2 separate regions of the Drosophila melanogaster genome follow, and region 2 is linked to region 1. Evidence: chromatin contacts called from public Hi-C data. All regions are on one chromosome and are shown on one strand. Each heading gives the region's core, a stretch centred on a gene start, on an enhancer-like site or on the middle of the called end of the contact. The rest is flanking DNA. Distances are from core to core; before and after follow the strand shown.

Region 1 (3,824 bases), core at 872-3,371:
ACTCCTGCAGAGCCATGTTACCCGCTGCAGCAGTCTGCTGATGCGACTGCGACTGTTGATGCTGATGCTGATTCTGTTGCTGTCGCTGCGTCGCCGCCCGACTGCTGCTCCGGGATTTGCTGCTGGGCGTGGCCAGGGGCGGCGGCTCCTCCTCCTTGCGCTGGTTTCGATTCCGATGGCTGGGCAGACGGTTCTGGGTAAGGCCGAGGCGAAAGAGCACCGGCTCGTCGGCGCCCATCAGACCCGGTTTGGTGGCATGGCCATCCTCCGGATGATGAAGCGAATGCTGCTGGCGCTGGTGTCCCAACAGGTGATCTGCGTCCTGGAACCGCAGGCGACACGGCTGGCAGGCGAAATACTTATCTGCATGCTGCTCGCTGAGGTGCTGGAATAGCTGCTCCAAATGCTTGGCCGGCAGGCAGATCTGCGGGGGCGTGGCCTGGCGGCGATTGCCTTGCTGGCCACACCACTGGCAGCCGGGGAAGCCGCCGGCGGGATGAGAATTGGAGCTGGTGGAACGACCGCTGCAGCGTCGTTCCTGCCGCTCGGTGTGAAACTTGTCCACATGCTTGGCCTGCAGCTTGCCGGAGGCGAACTTCCTATCACAGTACAGACACAGGACCTTCGAGTGCGCGGCTCCACCCAGGCCGGCGGCCTCTTCCCGCTCGCGCTCGCGCTCCCTCTCCCGTTCTCGTTCCCGTTCCTCCGTCATCTGATGCAGCTTCTCCACCAAACGGGGCAGCCGCTCCAGCGGCAGGCTGCAGATCAGCGAGAGCGGCTCTTGTTCCGCTTCCAGCTGATCCTCGTGCGGTTCCACCTCTTCCTGTTCCGCGTCCACATCCTCCTCCTGCCGGGTCTGTCGTTTTTTGCGCGGATTAGATGAGGCAGCGGCCGTGGCTGGTGCCGTTGCCGGTCCAATTGGATTCTTGCCGTTGACCTGCTCCTCCGAGAACTTGAAGCCACGGCGCAGGCCGAAGCGCGACATGGTCTTCATGTGGAGGCCACTGGGTCGTCCGTGGTTGCGTTGCACAAGTTAACTGCTTCGCCACTCCTGCAAGCAGTGCGGGGTGTGCGGACAACAATTTACTGCTGCACGCACACTGCTTCGTTCTTCCTTCTTCTTTTTGTTGACAAATAAACCGCAAGAAGAAGCAGCGAAAAACAAAAACTACTCACACACACGTACGCACACACACTCGCACGCACACCTGCTCAATTGGAAATTATACAATAAACATTTTCAACTCCTCGAATTGATCTCGCTCTGTTATCGGACACTATTGTTTTGGCCAACAGCTATATATAGCATAACTACCACTCCACTGCACAAGACCACACTGTCCACTTGGATATCCCGACTTGGTCTCTCCTGCGTATCTAAATACGTTTCGTTTTGTTTCGTTCTATTCGTTTTGTTCTGTGTTTCGGTTCGTTGTATTGCACTGTATTCCGGGATTTCACGGGATTGCTTTCCGTTTTGTTGTTTTGTTTCTTGTTTTTTTCTTGTATATTTTGTTCTTTTCGCTTGGATACGGACCAGACCAGGAGCGCCAACGGATCCGTATCAGTGCCTTGCACTTAAATTTAAGCACGGCATTGCAGCAGCTCGACCACCAGTGTAGCGCATTCAATTTTCCCTGGCCGTTCTTTCCACCCTAACAACTGCGTTAGGAGGTATCTAACGTTTAGCCCAAATCGATGCGTGCGTACGGCGCAGAGGGGGCGGCGGCGCGGCCAGAGGGGGCGGGGCACGGCAGCAGGACAACGACGACAACGACAACGATACTTTGTGGGAAACGTACTCGGAATCGGAATCGGAATCGTACTCGTACCCGTTCTCTTTCCCGTTCTGATGCTAGCGATATTGGGGAAACGATTTTTCGGCGACGGCGGCGGCATTATCAGCCATCGAATTGTGCTATATAAACAGCAAATTCGATTTCACTGTCCTACCAGCGCTCGTGTGTGTATATATTTGGTTCGTTCGCACACGCACACATAGCACACACAGAAGCAGCAGGAGCGACCGAAATGTTAAATGTGTGTGTTTTTCTACTCTTTTTTTTTCTTATGGGAAATCGAAATCGCGTCAAAATGGTCGGGTTTTGCCAGTGTGTACACACTTGTACCCGCTGGCGAGAAAGGTACTCGAACTATCGATAGTTGCGTCTCGAGCAGCGATACTTTGGCATGGTTCTACGTGAATTGCTTAGAATAACTTGCGATTTTATCAATTACTTATAAGCGATCTGCATTCGAAATAGTTTTTGTTAGTAATAAATCTGTTATCAGCTTTTGTTCCAATCAGAGCTGGTATATATCGGGCAATTATCAGACAGCTGATTTTTTCCCATCACCAGATGCTTTGAAACGTATTAAAAAATACTTTCCGGATATTAAGTGAGAAACATGACATGTGATATTAGATTTATTTGTATACAACATTTTAGCTTTACAGACTAACTGGTATAGGATATTGTCCAATAAAGAGGAGTTGCTTTCTTATCAGAAAGAGTATATATCGAAAAAAAAAACCGATTGAAAGAGCAGCACAATTTGATAGATAAATGGCCCCATCGATAGATCACAATCGATTGCGGACAGGGTTGCCACCACAACGCACTGCTGGCTTGTTTTTGACGAGTCATTTTGGTCGCCTCGCAGAAAACGCAAACTAATAAAACGAGACTCATTGCTGAACGAAAAGAATGCCGTACAACATGGACGTACTGATACCGGAAAAGGTGCGTAGTTGCCTCTCTGCGCCGCCTGGCATGCGTACTAATTACCTCTTTCCCAATTCCACTTTTTCCACCAGGACGAGCTCTCCGACTTGAAGCTAAAAGATGCGCACAGTTCCCTGGACGAACTGGACATGGAGGATCTCTACGTGCGTTACAAGGTGAGTCGTCCACTGGTCTTCCATTTGATCACCCATCTAAGCGGCCATTGTGTTGTAGAAACTGCAAAAGACACTGGAGTTCATTGAAGTGCAGGAGGAGTACATCAAGGACGAGCAGCGAAACCTGAAAAAGGAGTATCTGCACGCCCAGGAGGAGGTGAAGCGCATCCAGTCGGTGCCGCTGGTGATTGGCCAGTTCCTGGAGGCCGTCGATCAGAACACGGGCATTGTGGGCTCCACCACCGGCTCCAATTACTATGTGCGCATCCTGTCCACCATCGATCGCGAGCTGCTGAAGCCCTCCGCCTCGGTGGCCCTGCACAAGCACAGCAACGCGCTGGTGGACGTGCTGCCACCAGAGGCGGATAGCTCCATTTCGATGCTGCAGCCGGATGAGAAGCCCGACGTTAGCTATGCGGACATTGGTGGCATGGACATGCAGAAGCAGGAGATCCGCGAGGCAGTCGAACTGCCGCTGACCCACTTCGAGCTGTACAAGCAGATTGGCATCGATCCGCCGCGCGGCGTGCTTATGTACGGTCCGCCCGGTTGCGGCAAGACCATGTTGGCCAAGGCGGTGGCCCATCATACGACGGCGTCGTTCATACGCGTCGTCGGCTCGGAGTTCGTGCAGAAGTACCTCGGCGAGGGACCGCGCATGGTGCGCGACGTTTTCAGGCTGGCCAAGGAGAACGCGCCGGCCATCATCTTCATTGACGAGATCGATGCGATTGCCACGAAGCGTTTCGATGCGCAGACTGGCGCCGATCGCGAGGTGCAGCGCATTCTGCTCGAGCTGCTCAACCAGATGGACGGGTTCGATCAGACCACGAACGTTAAGGTGATCATGGCTACCAACAGGGCGGACACACTCGATCCGGCATTGCTGCGACCTGGTCGATTGGATCGTAAGATTGAGTTC
Region 2 (3,816 bases), core at 1,144-3,643, 680 kb after region 1:
CAAATATTTTGTTATAAATGTGATCAATTTGAAATGTACACGTCTAAAGCATAAAAACTTGGTATTACGAAAATCAACAGTAGAATTTATGACCACTGTATACTTTATGATCAAGATATCTCAAGTAAGCATTAATGGGTTTTAGAGCCGAAGGACGAGCATATCTAACTTACCAGGAATACGTGGTGCCCAAATCAATGCCGATCACTGTGCCCAGCTCCTTGTCCTTTTCCTTCTTCTCCTCGCCCAGCGAGAGGCCAACGAAGGCCACGACGGCCAGTAATATGCATAACTTCATATTGAAGATCTCTCAGGAAAACTGCAAATAAGAAAGGGATTGCGTTAATTTTCGCCCAATTATTTCAACCTCGGCTTTTTGTACACGTCAACACAATCACACACACGCAAACATAAATGGCCAGTGTTCTTTTTGGCTCTCGCTCTCCCTCTGCGAGAGAACCAGTACTGATGACGTCGGCCAGATTGTCAACTGTTAACATGTACCGTTAGCTGTGCCACTTTGGCAACATTATTATTTTAAACACGATTCTACCAGATTCAGTACCTTATAAATCTTACTAGTAGTCAAGATCGGATAAAGAACACGTCTACTCCAATGGCTAACTGCCCGGCAACTGCTAAGCGGTGCGCTCATCTCCGTTCTGCTGACATTGACCGACGCCGACGTCGCCGGAAAGCGAGAGAGAGAGAGCAGCGAAATTTGTATACGTGTAACATTTTTCTGGTTCTTTCTTTGCTGCTGCCGGTGAGAGAGCGGCCAAATAACTGGTTTAATTCTTTTCGTTATTTCACGCACCGCAAGAAAGTCCCCCTCCCAACGCACAATTCCAGAAGGAAAGCTGGATTTGCACAGCTGTTTGTGGCTTAACCACTTAGGTATTTTATTCTTTTTTCTATGCCACACTGACGTGTACTTTGCGACCATCGGAGAGAGACACACAGAGAGAGCAAAGCGAGTGCTTATAAATCAGCCAAATAAATGACGTGTACCAAGCGGATTGAACGCAGACAAACGCACACAGATAGGCCTACTCCCACTCACACAGACGGCAAAATGCGCAGGCGCTTCGCGGTCTTTTAAAAAAAAGAAGTAAATGTAAGCAAAATTAACCGTAAATTACTGTAAAAGGAAAACAAGAACTTCACCTAAATGCAAGCTTAGGCTGTAAGAAACTAATACGAAGAAGAAGACAAAGTTCATTCACCGAACTTGTCACTTGTCACGACCACCACGTCATTGGTTGGCCTTTATTGGTTTCAACTATAAAGGAAACTAATTTCATACGTTTCTATTTCTTTAAGGGCACGTGCGGGCAAACTTTTTGTAGCAGACCTCTTTTACTTTTGCCAATATGGCGACTGTAAAATTGCAGTGTATTGGTGTCCCTCTTTGCCGTCCGTTCCTTTACACGAATATTCTAGCAGTGCAAGTGCACTTTCCAGCTATTTGTGCTAACGTCCAGCTCGTATTTAAGCCTTTTCTTTGAACTAACACTTACACTTATCGCTGAGCGGTTAATAATTTCAAATTGGTTTCGATTTAATGTGCTTTCTCGACGCTTCAAAGTGAACTGACAGAGCAGTAGAATATGTGGCTGCTGCTTATCTGACGTTTTTGCCGGCGCTTTCTACGTACGCACACAGTCATACGCTGCGGCACACACACACACGTGCAACTCTGGGGCCAAAAAGACACGTCAGTGGTAGATCAGTGTTGGAAAGCACGCGATTGTTCGGCCGACGAATAACCGCTTTTCAAAAATATATAATTATTTCTACACACAATATTTCGCGTTGTCCTTATCAATATCAGGTAGTAAATAGTATTTTACAGTTACCAATGGGTCTGTCAAGCAATCGTTTTGATTCTTTTATAATGTTGCCTCAATTTTGTTTCAAAATAAACAATAATATAATATAAGAAATGCTATAACGCAATTCAAGCCACTGAATTCCTTGCAACACATATTTATAAAAAAAAATAGATATATTTAAATATACACTTTATGCTGGTTCTTTTGGTCCAAAGTAAATTTGATAAATATTTTCCTGTTTCTTAGATGTTAATACCAACAGCATACACTCATATCAACTTTCAATATAATTTTCTTTTTGTATACTTACATTTTCTAACTAAAACTATTAAAAAAAAATTCACTTATTTAGGTAATTGTCACTTTTTGTCACAGAAGTATTAGTCTTTGTTGTTTTTTGGCTTGGTTTTAATTGATCTAATGGGAATGTAACGATTTCTTGTTTATATTTGCGGTCACAGCGCGTTACAATGTTCTTGGGGTAATAATTTGTATTTAATAAATCGCGTTTCTCTTTTGCTGTGCTGTTATTCCTTGTACTTTTGTTTTGAAACTGATTTTCACTCTCTGTTTTCCGGCTATTTATTGCTCTTTGCTCTCACCTACCACTGACGTGTCGATGAGTTTAGTTTTCTAGAAACATCGATACACATCTGGCAATCGAATAAGTCGAATAAATATTTCGTTAGACTAAAATGTCTAATTAATAAAGGTATTAAGAAGATATAATTAAAAATAAAAATAATATATTACAGGATTATATGATTGCAACTATTTCTGCTATACGGTTTACAATCATTTTAATAATAGTTTTTTAAGATTTAACTTCTTTTATATATTCATTTTATTCAATATAATTTTAATCGATAACTATCTTAAGGTGTTACATCTCTAGCACTGACGTGTCGCAGGCGTAGCTGTTCCGCCCACTGGAGGCCAACTCTCGCTCTCGCTCTCTCCCAGAGCTTTTCACTATTTGTTTACCCAAACATTTTCGGAGCGGAGAGAGTACGATGTTTGGCCTTCTTCTTTTTCTTTTTATGGTGTTTGGTTTGTCTGATGCAAATATGCGTTCCCCTTAAGTAAAGCCGCAACGAGCACTGACGTGTACATTGCCCCAGGTTAACCGTTATGCTTCCAGCTGAATCTGGATGTTTGCCGTTACTTTAAGTGGGGCGTAATTATTGACAACTTCCCAAAACTATTTTTAGACTTTGTAATTGTTCATTCCGATACTTGAAGTTATAAATATATGCTTTTGGGTTCTTATTATTATAAGCATATAATTACATTCGAAATTTAAATTTAAGCTTATATGCAGCTGTTTTTAATACTATGACAACCGGAAATGGTACTGCAATATTTACATGTAAATTCGAAAGAAAAACTAACTGCTTATCCATAGTTTTGAGTGGTAAACGAATGGAGTTTAATAAAGACATAGAATCAAATTTTTTTTCAAACTTACCTCTTTCATATATAAATGTTATTTATATTTTATATTATTAAAAATGTCTAGTATTTTATATATGTATGTATATATTGCTATTTCGAATTCCATATAGCAACTCTAGACTTTTTTAGCACTTCCCAGAATTTTTATTAATAATATTTACATATATGAAAAATAAAATTTAAAAGCGTATTTAAACAATACGCTCAAATGATGATTCAAAAATGTTTCAAGAATATCATGACTAATATTTGGGGGGATAAAAAATGATATATTTTCCGAAAAAGTCGAAAATACCACGTTTATCTGGCAATTTCCAGGCATTTCGTCGATCTTCATTTGAAATGATAATTTCCATAAATTAAACGACTACCGATAAGAACAGGCAAACAGTCTATATATGTAGCATATTTATAGCGAGTTCTTGACTTATCAGTCCGCATCCGCCCGAGAATGAAAAACACCCACTTTTTAGTTTTCTTTTTTTTTTTTTTGTCGATTTTTGTAATGACACTCATTCAATATCAA

What was found. A called contact is a pair of places that touch in the nucleus more often than the background predicts.
Region 2: a contact with region 1 is called in a Hi-C map of the Kc167 cell line, with 4 times the contacts expected there. The contact joins the promoter of Hsc70-3 here to the promoter of CG11122 in region 1. A contact is called at or near these places in 10 of 107 Hi-C or Micro-C datasets (the Kc167 cell line, the OSC cell line, the S2 cell line and 6 more).

What each region holds. Positions count from the first base shown.
Region 1 is chrX:11,122,605-11,126,428 of dm6, forward strand. CG11122 reads right to left here and starts at 2,122. Exons shown (of 3, transcript NM_132457.2): 1 at 1-2,122. The coding sequence starts at 994. It overlaps Rpt3 (Regulatory particle triple-A ATPase 3), which reads left to right and starts at 2,497. Exons shown (of 3, transcript NM_001298179.1): 1 at 2,497-2,744; 2 at 2,819-2,902; 3 at 2,961-3,824. The coding sequence starts at 2,709.
Region 2 is chrX:11,804,724-11,808,539 of dm6, forward strand. Hsc70-3 (Heat shock protein 70 cognate 3) reads right to left here and starts at 2,394. Exons shown (of 3, transcript NM_078577.3): 1 at 2,146-2,394; 2 at 174-319. The coding sequence starts at 298. It overlaps CG1578, which reads right to left. Exons shown (of 8, transcript NM_001298212.1): 8 at 3,783-3,816.